Regions from separate parts of the Danio rerio genome. Here regions 2 and 3 are each linked to region 1. The links are chromatin contacts, called in public HiCAR-type maps. All regions are on one chromosome and are shown on one strand. The core of a region is the stretch at or near the end of the contact, and the rest is flanking DNA. Distances in the headings are between cores, read along the strand shown. Region 1 overlaps LOC141381189 (a long non-coding RNA gene). Region 2 overlaps rapgefl1 (Rap guanine nucleotide exchange factor (GEF)-like 1). Region 3 overlaps ppp1r9ba (protein phosphatase 1, regulatory subunit 9Ba).

Region 1 (4,246 bases), core at 52-2,551:
AATTGGTACTAATGGGCCCAAAGTGTGCCAAGAAAATATCCCCCACACCATTACACACCAGTCTAAACCGTTGATGCAAGGCAGGATGGATACATCCATGTTGTTGAGGCCAAATTCTGACCCTACTGTACCATCTAAATGTCGCAGCAGAGATCGAGACTCCTCAGACCAGGCAGTTTTCCAGACTTCTATGATCCAATTTTGATGAACCTGTGCAAATTTTAGCTTCAGTTTCCTGTCCTTGGCTGACAGGAGTGGCACCCGGTGTGGTCCTCTGCTTCTTTAGCCCATCCACCTTAAGGTTGGACGTGTTGATTGTTTAGAGAGGCTCTTTTGCAGACCTCGGTTGTAACGAGTGGTTGATTGAGTTACTGTTGCCTTTCTATCAGCTTGAACCAGTCTGGCCATTCTCCTCTGACCTCTGGAGTCAACAAGGCATTTGCGGACTCTTCTCTATAAACCCGAGATGGTTGAAAACCCCAGTAGATCAGCAGTTTCTGAAATACTCAGACCAGCCTGTCTGGCACCAACAACCTCGCCACGTTTAAAGTCACAGGCATACCTAAAAATAAAGTGGCCGGTGAGTGTATTTATGCTTGAATTATTGAATCATTAACGTGTCTTAATTCCCTGTTCAAATGTTAAGCCTACATTACTGTGGAAGTTTTACTTAACCTTTTTCATGTGCTCTTATTTATGACTTCTGCCTGGTGCATAGCATACTGCTCTCCCTTCTGATAATTGAGCATAAGATCTTAAAAGATGTGAAATGTGATCCCTATTAGTCGCTTTTGTAAACAACATTGCGATTTTTCCGCGTGTCCGCCAGTGGTTTTGTGTTAAATTGTGACTTTGCCAAAAGAGAAGCGTCTCCTTCTGCCGCACTGATGCTGCCAAGAGCTTCTGCCGCTTCGCTCTTTATAGCAGCGCCTCAAAATTACACCCAAAACCTGCTGCGGCGCTCATTTCAGCACTCTTTTAGCTTATTTTGGCATTTTGCTGTGGATTTACTGTCTTTAACAAGGCATTGGCCTGTTCGCAACTGATAGTTAGAGAAACACAAAATAAAACTTTTGTTTTCCACAGGCAGTAACGCAGTGTGCAGATTCCACAGTTCTAGACTGCTTATGTTTACCGCTAAATATGCATAACAAATCTTATATGTACGTGAGAGACTTAATTATAGATCACTTCAGCAGTACAACGTGATATAGAGCAATAGGCGGGAAAATTAGGTCAGGCTTAGCAGTGGTGTCGCTGTCAGTACTTCAAAATATCCACTTGGGGGAACTAATGCATTCATTCTCCACTGCTGCTCTGACATGCTTTGCCTCACAGCAGACTTAGATCTAAGCAGAGGCACTGCACTAGCTGAAAGGAGAACTTTTCTTTACTAATATTCCACCTTTGGAAAAAGACGAAAAATTTACGTTAGAGAATTATTGAAAGTAGGAGTTAAAATGCATACATGCACAATGATCTTTACAAAGTATTTTCCAGGCACCATACATGAAATATTTGCAATAAATCTGAAATGTCAGAATTACTTAAAAACGGATACACAAAAATGGCAAATGTATAACATTATCTTGGTAACTAGCCTGACTGAACAAAAGCTAAAGGAATAGATTCAAACATTTAGCTGAAAATATATTGGTCAAGATAAGAGTTTTATTTCAAGCATAAAAGCAATAAACATCTAATACTTTATTTATTTTAATGCTAGAGGATCTTGCTTAACTAGATTCTGTTCGTCTTAATTCAAAATTGACTAATGCAATATTTACAAAATCCACTTATTAAAATACCAGTTCGACAAGGAAATAAATATTGATTTAAAATAAAACTCTTGGGTGGAAAAAAAACATCTTAACTCGTAAGCCGGTTGGATGGTTTTAGCCTATGTACCAGTCTGGTTTTAGAGGGGGTTTGGCTATTTCAGCCTGGTCTAAACTAGTCAGGCTGAGAGACCAGCTGGAATAACCAGCTTGGTTTAAGCTGGACTTAGCTGGTTTTGGCTTGTCTTCTAGGTTGGCCAAGCAGGTTTTTGCTGGTCATCTCCCAGTTTGCCATCTCCCAAAACCCAAATTGAGTAAGTTTAATTTTTACACAACTATTATTTATTATGCTAAATGATAAATCTGCACGCGTAGAAATCCACAGACTTTTAGCCCATCGTTAAGTCTATGTATTTTACTTGTGTAAATGTTTGTACAATTATATTTATTCAGTTTTTAATTTATTTTACTAATATTTCTGTAATTTGAGACAATAATTTATTATAATTAATTGTTGATTTCATATATTATGTTGTTAGCGATACTCCTAAAAATCATTCTGCATAGATTTTTTATTTATTTTCTATCTTATTTATTATATATTCTCAGCAGAAATAGCAAAAAATATCTGCAGATTCTGTCTGGCCCTACGCTGTTAAACCCAAAAAGTTAAGAACTCAAACTGTTTGAGGAAACTCATCGCAACAAACCATTTAAGTTCAAACACTAATCCTAACGAGTACTGTGAACTTAATATTTGCGTAAATGAAGTAATTTGAGCACAGTAAAACACGATAAATGAAAAGAACTCTAACCAAATGAATACTGTAAAACTCATTTAAAACCATTTAAGTAAAAAAACAATCTATATGAGTACTGTGAACTTTCTCCATTTAAGTTGAAGTAATGAGGTATTTAATTAACTCATTACCTTCATCACTGAGTTCAAAACCTTTCAAATGAGTAGAATTAACTTTCAGTCAATTTTGAGTTTACTACACTTATTTGATCAAGTTGACTGTTGGGTTTTACAGTGAAATGATGGCATTATTTAATTAGGTATTTTACAAACGATGTGTGAAACAATAAAGTAGACTTATGTGTTTTATGTATATTAAATCACTTGAGCTGCATCTTTGCAGTTGCGTGCATCCTCTTGACAACACCCTACCAAAACACTCTTGCATAATCATAATGTAATTATTATGCACAGGATCAGTGAAACTGCTGTCTCACTGACCTATTATACAAGTATTCAGTCAGCATTCAGTCTTTTGTGATGCATCCTGGCTAAAGCATACCTGTGCCATTGTTTACCGGTTCATATTACAAAACATTTAAACTAGTGAAATCATGATACAGCTGAAAGGGGAAAGCAGGACAGTTTTGTGTTACCAGATTTCATAGCTTAATCACAAAAGCATGTCAACAGAGAGAGGCCTGTTCACGAGAAGAATAATAACTATGTTAGTAAATGTTGTATGAGCAATTCCATGCAAATGTCAACCTTGCCATAAAAAAAAATTCACCAAAATACGGATAAAGTTTATTGTAAGCAAGTATTTTACAGTACTTTAGAAATACTCAAAAATGTCTTGTAAATGTTTTTAAACTATTTGATTTGATTTACCAAAGTCACAACTGGCAATGTCATATCTGTCACATCCATATCAAAGCTTTTTTTCTCATAAATGCAAACATGTTAAATAAAATAAAATAAAATCAATCATTTTTGTTTTATAGTGGGCCAACTCTTATCCTTTTAATTAGCATAATTTATTTTGGGTTGTGCAGTTTAATTCACAGAATTTCTACAAAGCATGTTACTGTAAACTCGCTCACTTTATTGGTCACATCCATAACGCATGTTTATTTTCCTCATTTAAAGAATACAAGTTTACAGATTCATGTTTTACTCTACAGATTTTTAAGATTTTGAGTTTTAACTGCAAATGTCACATCCATAACGCTGGAAATGCTCGTATCATAAATGTGCACTAGATCTATCGTAACAGTAAGCTTTCATTTCTTTGTTGTTGTTACAGTTGCATGGAACCTTAGAGCTTTTTAACATTTGAAATTTGGAAATTAACTATACATCGAATACAAAAAGCTTTCCATTGATGTTTACTTTAGGATATGACAGTATTTGGTTAACATACAACTAGGCTATTTAAAAGTCTGAAATCTGATTGTTAAAAAACTACAAATATTGAGAAAATCACTATGAAATCGTCCAAATAGCCATGCAAAAAAAAGTTTTGTTTTATTTTGAGAATATTTACAATTTGCAAAAAATGACTTTCCTGAACATGACCTTTACTTAATATTCTGTTTTTTTAAATTTCATAAAAATAAAAAAAACAACCACATAATGTATTTTTTAGCTGTTGTTAAAACTGTACTACATAAGACTGCAATTGTGGTCCAGGGTCACATATATGCAGTGATTTATCTGTGAAATAGCT
Region 2 (4,299 bases), core at 1,143-3,642, 91 kb after region 1:
TAAGCGAACTCCATTTGCGATGACATTTCCATGGGTGGCAGAGGCTCATCTGGTGACGTGGCGAGGCCAGAGGCCATGCATTTCAATGGACAAATTGCAGCCATTGACATTTGTAAGACCAAGCACAACTCCATTTCCCTGCGAGCGTCTGTGTGAACTTCGGGGAGTCGCTGGGATGTGAGATGTAATGAGTCTGTAATTGTCTCTAATGCGCTCCTGCTGTCAGAGAGTCAAAGGAAAGACGCTGATGATCTGTGACGATAGGCGAGAAAAATCACTTCACACAAGACATTAAGGAGAGGAAGATTCTCATTTCACTTTCAAATTCAATATGAAGAGCAGATGATCTGGGCTCTGCCGTCCGCATCTTCTGTTTGGTCTTTTAGGAAATATCTGTGCAGATGTTGCATAAATGAACGTTACTCCATTAATTCTCCCGAGCTATGAAAGAGTTTACTTGGCTATTGTGAAAGTTATTTTTCTTAGTCAATCATTTTGTAATATTTCTTTAGCTGTTTATGCTCGCAGGCCTGTATTTGTTTAATCAAAAAAGTAGGGAAACAGTAATATAATATTAATTTTACAGTAATAAAACAGCATCATGGTGGCGCAGTGGGTAGAATGATCGTCTCACAGCAAGAAGGTCGCTGGTTTGAGTCTTGGCTGGGTCTGTTGACGTTTTTATGTGGAGTTTGCGTGTTCTCCCTGTGTTAGTGTGGGTTTCCTCCGGGTGCTCCGGTTTCCCCTACAGTCCAAAGACATTTTGAATTGGGTAGGCTAAATTGTCTGTAGTATATGTGTGTGAATAAGAGTCAGTGAATGTTTCCCAGTGATGGGTTGCAGTTGGAAGGGCTGTGTAAAACAAATGGACATGGATAAGTTGGTTCATTCCGCTGTGGCGACACCAGATTAATAAATGGACTAAGCCGAAAAGAAAATGAATTAATTAATAAAACAATAATTTTAATAAAATATTAAAATAACTAATTTATGTTGAAATATAATTTGAAATAATTATCCTGTGATGGCAAAGATTCATTTTTAGCATCTTTGCTGATCTGGAACCCAACTGTTATAATATGCCTGCATAGTTGAAGTCAGAATTTTTAGCCCCTTGTATATTTTCCCCCCCAAATATCTGCTTAAAGGAAAGACAATACATTTCTAATCATACTAGTTTTAATAACTCATTTTTTCATCGTTGCTGTGATGACAGTACATAATATTTGACTAGATATTTTTTTAAGATATTAGTATTCAACTTAAACTTAAACATTTTAAAGCTTCACTAGGTTAATTAAACAAGTTACGGTAATTAGGCAAATCCTTCTGTAGAGGCTTCTGTAACTGAGCTAATAATATTTACCTTAAACAAATAAGACATTCTCCAGAAGAGAGATATAATATATCATATATTATATATATAATATATTATATATTAAAATAAAATAATGAAATAAATAAAAAATATCCTCACCCTGTTAAATATACATTTAAAAAAGTAAAATATGAAATTAAATATTTGAAAAAGAAAGGAAAAAAATCCACAGGAGGGCTAATAATGTTAACTTTAACTGTATGTTTAGAATATTGATTGTTTTTGCAATGTTCTGCTGGGAATCATTTGTCAGGTGCTACTAAAGTCAACCAATTTAAATAATAGTTAATACATAGTTTACATCATTCATTCATTTTCTTTTCGGTTTAGTCACTTTATTAATCCGGGGTTGCCACAGTGGGATGAACCACCAACTTATCTAGCATATATTTTACACATCGGATGCCCTTCCAGCCGCAACCCAACACTGGAAAACACCCATACACTCTCATTCACACACATACACTACAGAAAATTTAGCTTATCCACCTACAGAAAAAAACGGAAGACGGAGCACTCGGAGGAAACCCACGTGAACACGGAGAACATGCAAACTCCACACAGAAATACCAACTGACCGAGCCAGAGCTCAAACCAGCGACCTTCTGGCTATGAGGCAATCATGCTACCCACTGTGCCACCAGTTTACATAATACTATATATTAAATTAACTTCTACAAAACTTAATTGAGAAAAAAAGGCATTTTTTTTTAGCATTGCATGATCCTTACTCTTATTTGATTTCTACCTTTTTAAGGATGATAGATATTTGTACTGGAGTCTAATGATGCATAATGTTTGTGCTCAGTTGTTTGGTGCAGTTAATTCTGTGAGTGAGTTTAGCGGTGCAGGTTTGCAGATGACGAGCTGTTGGTGTTGTGAACCTGCAGTTTTAGTCCTGCCAGAACATGATTGACAGCTGAAGCTGATGCAGAGGCGGAGTGACAGTTCTTTCTGAAGATCAGGCAGGACAATGTGCAGCTATTCATAGAGCCTGAAAGAGCCTGGCGCACTCTCTCTCTCCATTTTCTCTCAGTTTTTCTTTCTTTCAACTCCCTTTCTTTTGGAGAAGTGTGGTTTAGCAGTGTGTGTGTGGTCAGCTGGACATGAATGTTTGAGATCACATGAATGTGAGTCTCTCAGCTCAAACACGCCACCATGTGATCTGACACTGAATCTCTCACACTCACACACACACACACACACACACACACACCTACCTTTGTGGAGGATGCTATAATTCTTTCATTTCAACACTATCTTTTATGTTCTTTATCTTTGTTCTTTGTTTATGAGACTCCTTTAATCACCTTTTAATCAATGAGTAGTGGTTTTAGCTGTGTGCTAATTTTGCAATAAATTTGATTAATGATTAATTTAAAAAGAAATCATAAAACTTTCTGAAAATACAGCTCAACATAAAATAAACAAATGTGTATAAAATCAAGACATAGGTGTGCGTTTATACAATGCTCAGCATATATAAGCACACCCCTCACAAATCTCTCTTTTTAAACTCATATTTTAAATAGGAAACTGTACAATGTTATATTTATGAATATACTTTAGATTAGTCAGTACTGAAGCCAAATCTGGAGCTTATTTAACAAAATAACGGTCCAAAAACTTGTACAGCCAAATTTATATGTTGTAGAAAAATCTTAAATACAAATAAAAAAAAGGAAAAATCAAGAAACGCAAAAAAATTATAATAATAACATGTAAAATTACATTGAAATTTTGAAGGTTGTAATTTATTTTTGCAATATTTAGCCTGAAATTAATTGTATTATCTTTTAATTTCTAAATATGTTTGGAGACTAAAATATGATTTGAATAAATATATCTATTTAATAAATCAGTTTTTTAATCAGTTGTTTAAATGCACCAAAATACATTGCCCATATTAACTGAGAAATGGAGAAAAATACTCATTTTCAAAATGGGCTGTACTCAGTTATGCTGAGCACTGTATAATACAAAAAACAATGAAATACACTGACTTGCATTTGAATGTTTGGATGTTTTTCAAGCAGCTCCTTTATCTGATGTGTGTTTTTCTTCCTGTCCAACAGCTATGGAGGCCGAGCCGTCCCCTTCGCACCTCCAGACGAAAGCGTACGTCCGGCAGCTGCAGGTCATCGACAATCAGAACCTGCTTTTTGAGATGTCCAGCAAACTGGAGCCAAAAGACATGTGAAGGGACCTACAAGCCATATCTAGAAAACCTCCAGACACAGACACTTCATTCTCCACCGTCACGGATCAAGCCAGCTGGGCTGTCAATCATCTCAGGCTCCGCCTCCGCATCACCGATCGACGAATAGTGTCCATGAATTGTGCTTTGAGTGAGATTCTGTGTCAGTGTTGATTATGAGCATTCATTATTCGCCATATCTGGATTCGTTTTTCAGACTATTTTTCTGCTGAAGGGAAACCTCTCCTGATTGCACTGCCATCAGTCGAACTGAACCAAACCGGAATAAGCTTATTCGTATTGTCGTCCGGGCCTTCAGAAACACTGCACTTTTTCAATTTTATTTTATTTTACTCATTCATGACCCTTAAATACATGTGACAATCTGACCTGTGGTCTTCCCTCGTCCCTTGCCAACACTGGCACTTACTGCACCCCATGTGCAAACTGGCCTGCAGTCATTCAATGTTTGTGTTCTGAACAATATGGATCCCCAGCCATCAATAGAGTCCCAATCCAAGACCAGCTCCACTATCCTGAAGACAGAGGACATCGGTGAATGTAGCTACTGCGTAAACCACTTCATGTCAGTGTTCATCATGAAAACCAAACAGCAGGTATACAGTGCTCAGCATAATTGAGTACAGCCCATTTTGTAAATGAATATTTTTCTCCATTTCTCAGTGAATGTAGGAAATGTTTGTTTAGTGCATTTTAAAAAAAT
Region 3 (4,159 bases), core at 1,471-3,970, 110 kb after region 1:
ACTTCTTGTTTCTATAAAACTTGGCTACATTTGCAGTAAGTAAAGTACATCTTTTACATCAGTGCCAAAAATCGTCTGTAGCCTGTAGCCATGCAAGGTCACCCCCACTTCCAATTAATTTTTCACAATTTCTAACATTACAGCATCATCAAAAAACATGGATGCTATTATTTATATGTAAAATGGTGATAAAAACGAAGAATCTCTTCTTCTATTAATCTGGAAGAAGCAAAATGCAGTCATATCTAAGAGGGCTATTAACAGAGTTTTACATATTGTACCATAACCACAATTTCAACAACTGTGTTACAGGAGGATTTCAGATCCTTGCAATAGATTCATATATACAGACATGGACAAAACCGTTGGTGGGTTTTGACTGAAGAAAGAAAAAGTACAGTGATCACTGAAATAACCTAAAAATGAAAATTAATCAGGCGAGGCAGTGGCGCAGTAGGTAGAGCTGTTGCCTCACAGCAGGAAGGTCGCTTGTTCGAACCTCAGCTCAGTTGGTGTTTCTGTGTGAAGTTTGCATGTTCTCCCTGCCTTCGCGTGGGTTTCCTCCGGGTGCTCCGGTTTCCCCCACAGGCTACATTGTCTGTAGTGTATGAGTGTGTGTGTGAATGTGTGTGTGGATGTTTCCCAGAGATGGGTTGCGGCTGGAAGGGCATTTGCTGTGTAAAACCTTGCTGGATAAGTTGGCAGTTCATTCCGCTGTGGCGACCACGGATTAATAAAGGGACTAAGCCAACAAGAAAATGAATGAATGAACGAAAATTAATCAAATAAAATATAAAAATAAAAATTAATTATTTGATTAATCAAAAATGTCAGAAAATAAACAAATCAAATCAGATATTGTTTTCAAATTGTGGCAATATAAAGAAACTGTACAAAATTGAAGGGTGCCAACAGTTTTGTCCACTTCTCTGTATGAGTGTTTGCATACACTTTCTACAAATGTCAATAAAAGCTGGCAAACTTTTTTTTTTTCAAGAATGAAGCCTCTTGTACATCGTGTTATTACCTTTTGTGAGAAGCCTGTCTCATTTCTGGTCAAATAATAAAAATAAAAAAACTTGCTGGTTGAATAAAAAAACTTTAAGTCAGAATATTTGTAAGGGGTATTAATAATTTTGGCCTTAATATATTGTATAATATTTTGTGCCATTACTTGCCTGCAAGTTGAGTTTGAGAGAAAATGTGTTGCAGTGTTTACATGTTTACTGCTGCATATAATTTATTCAAATAGAAGTTTAATTCCATTAAATATTTAGTTTTCAAGAACAAGTTCATTTCAAAATGCACCTACATTTAGTTTTATTAGTGAATAGAGGCAATGTATGTTTGGTGCATTTCAACAAAACAGATTTCTTAAACAGATATATTTATTAAAATAATATTTTAGTCACCAAACATATTTAGAAACTAAAAGATAATACAATTAAATGCAAGCAAAATATTGCAAAAACAAATTACATCCTTAGACAAACTCCTTATTTGGCTTTAGTACAGACTAATCTAATGTATATGCACAAATATTCATAAAAATATTAATTTAAAAGATTGATTTGTGAAGGGTGTACATATACATATATATAGTGCTAGACTCAATCTTGTCTGATTCTCATTAACTCAGTCTAGTATCTCATCTCATCTCATCTTGTGGGATCTGTGTCTTGTTGAACTCCTAATACCCATGTTTCAAATACTTTAACTTTGACATAAAAGATTCAACAGACAAACTGTAATAGACTGATAGTTAAAAGAGAATGAGATAATTAGGTAAACTAAGCCAGACAGACAGGCAGATTATGAAATCAAATGTAAATAAAAGTTTTTAAAACCTAGATTTCTGATCATACAATTAATATAATGTTCAGCCGTTGGCATCCACAGGGCATCAATTCACAGGTAATTTATAGAGCAAATCACAGTCAGTAAAAGCAGCGTGAGACGGTCTGAACACTTTTTCTGGTCAGTTTTAAAATGGTCCTCATGTTCCACTGACCTCCTTAAACTTGTGAGCCAGTTTCTCTGGGTCCATCTCCACAGGAGAGAGCATGTCTTCATTCTCTGCCAGATCAAACACCTCAATGGCATTAGGAAACATGGGGCTCATCTCTTCCTCTTCATCGGTGGCACATTCACCCGTCTGAAAAGAACAGACAGAAAACAGAAGGACACTGAGACATTGTTGTGTGTGTTTAATGCAAAATACCCTCATGTAGGAGTCTGATCAGTGTGATAAAACCATCAACCACTAGATGTCAGAGTTAAGCAAGCCTGAAGCCAATAGGATTGGGAGGAAAACACATGCCAGGACACTATAAAAACACTCCTGTGACTGGCCAACCACCATTTTGAATTGACTGTGCAGCTGCAGGAAGATGAAGTAAAGCAAACTGAAGCCATTTGATTCATTTCCATGCTAGATTTGTACTTATTTGGAACCTTGGAGAACATCTCGGACCTTCAACAAACATCCATGCACCCAAATACTTGTCACTTGTGTATTTCTGAGAAAACTGAGCACCAGAGTGAAAAGCATGTACCAACACATCTGAAATGAAACAACCAGCCAGTACCCCACATCCAAAAGCGTCAATTACTCTGACCCCAAATGCCTGCCATACACCAAACAAGGCCTAAAGAGCGTGTCGCATATACACCATCACAAACATCCTTTTAAGGGGACTTCCACTGCAAGCTGAGACACGAGCAGGCAAAACTCCCGCACAATGACTTCCTGTCTGCAAACTCATATCAGGGTTCATGACACGCATAATGACACAAACATCTCAGTTCCTCTGATGCAATGTGGTGTGCTTGTTAATAATGACTTGTAAAATAAATTCTTTAGAATATTTACACCAATCTTATGTAGATCTGTAAAAAGAAAATTCCACAAGTACTCTAGATTTAATTGTATTTAAAACACAGATAAAGAGAGAGAGAGGACGGTTATTAGGAGGACAAAGAGCAACAGAGGAAATCTGCACAGGCTGCCAGGGTTACAGCTCTACTATTTACGAGCGGTGGCACACAGTTACAGAGAATCCAGGGTCAGGACCTCAGTTTAATGCTCTATGTCATCTGCTTCTTACACTATAGAGTCCCTGTCACTATCCTGCAGCATTGGGACCCACACAATTCAAAGTATGCAACACCTCACAAACACCTGTAGATGGTGATCCATCCAGATCCTGACAAGACTCAACACTGCTTAGCTTCAGTGGGCAACCAAAATATAGCTGTGGGAAATTATGAACATTCATCACCAAACTGAACCGTTTAAATGAAAAAGTTACATCTACATATTTTACCAAATTTGACAAAAGCTATAATTAACAAAGTCTTGAGCTTTTGGAATAAATACACAGTTTTCAGGTAAATCAGAGACTAATAAAACATTTCTAACATGTTCTATTTACATGACATCTAACAAGTGTTATTTGCAAAATAAAAAATAATATTTTAATAAAACTTCTTCAAAATGTTGATTAAAATAACTAAATTAGAAATGTAATAATATATATAATAATAAAACATTATCAACACACACAAATTAATTACATTACTTAAAACTATATTATTTTATTTATTGTTATTATTATTATTATTATATATAAAATTATATTCTTTACATTAAATTTGAGGTCTTTGTCTTTACAGAATGTCTTTTTCAAGTCACTACATTTAATATTGATAAATATTATGACAATAAAATAATCAAATTTCAATATTTATAATATTTATATAGAAAAAGTACTTTGCAATTCTTTTTTATGAATTATTAAACAAGTCTTGGGGCAGCGCGGTGGTACAGTGGGTAATGCAGTCGCCTCACAGCAAGGAGGATGCTGGTTAAGTTGGCATTTCTAAATGGAGTTTGCATGCTCTCCCCGTGTTTGTGTACGTTTCCTCCAGGTGCTTCGGTTTCCCCCACATTCCCAGCAAAAACATGCGCTGAAGGTGATTTGGGTGAGCTAAAATGTCCATAGTGTATGGGTGTTTCCCAGTGATGGGTTACGGCTAGAAGGGCATCCGCTGTGCAAAACATATGCTGGATAAATTAGTGGTGGTTCATTACGCTATGGCAAACTTTTTCATTAAAAGATTAATAAAGGGACTAAGCCAAAAAGAAAATGAATGAATG

The links. HiCAR-type assays count read pairs that join an accessible place to other places.
Region 2: a contact with region 1 is called in a HiCAR-type map of caudal fin, with 5 times the contacts expected there. The contact joins two enhancer-like sites. A contact is called at or near these places in 6 of 18 Hi-C or Micro-C datasets (caudal fin, embryo, skeletal muscle and 1 more) and 1 of 4 datasets of contacts at active chromatin or transcription factors (caudal fin).
Region 3: a HiCAR-type map of caudal fin shows a contact between it and region 1, with 6 times the contacts expected there. The contact joins two enhancer-like sites. A contact is called at or near these places in 5 of 18 Hi-C or Micro-C datasets (caudal fin, embryo and hematopoietic stem cells) and 1 of 4 datasets of contacts at active chromatin or transcription factors (caudal fin).

Annotation. Positions count from the first base shown.
Region 1 is chr3:22,171,821-22,176,066 of GRCz12tu, reverse strand. The region is part of intron 2 of LOC141381189 (a long non-coding RNA gene); the gene reads right to left. Among named protein-coding and RNA genes, the nearest start is that of rapgefl1, 19 kb to the right of the region's middle. Within about 2 kb of position 1,301, at least 4 of the 62 cell types and tissues checked have an H3K27ac peak or open chromatin away from gene starts, as enhancers often do. A contact at or near this core is called in caudal fin, where this site is marked.
Region 2 is chr3:22,081,589-22,085,887 of GRCz12tu, reverse strand. It overlaps rapgefl1 (Rap guanine nucleotide exchange factor (GEF)-like 1), which reads left to right. Exons shown (of 17, transcript XR_012400951.1): 16 at 3,454-4,299. Among named protein-coding and RNA genes, the nearest start is that of rapgefl1, 71 kb to the left of the region's middle. Within about 2 kb of position 2,392, at least 4 of the 62 cell types and tissues checked have an H3K27ac peak or open chromatin away from gene starts, as enhancers often do.
Region 3 is chr3:22,061,187-22,065,345 of GRCz12tu, reverse strand. It overlaps ppp1r9ba (protein phosphatase 1, regulatory subunit 9Ba), which reads right to left. Exons shown (of 12, transcript XR_012400947.1): 7 at 2,012-2,155. Among named protein-coding and RNA genes, the nearest start is that of ppp1r9ba, 75 kb to the right of the region's middle. Within about 2 kb of position 2,720, at least 19 of the 62 cell types and tissues checked have an H3K27ac peak or open chromatin away from gene starts, as enhancers often do. A contact at or near this core is called in caudal fin, where this site is marked.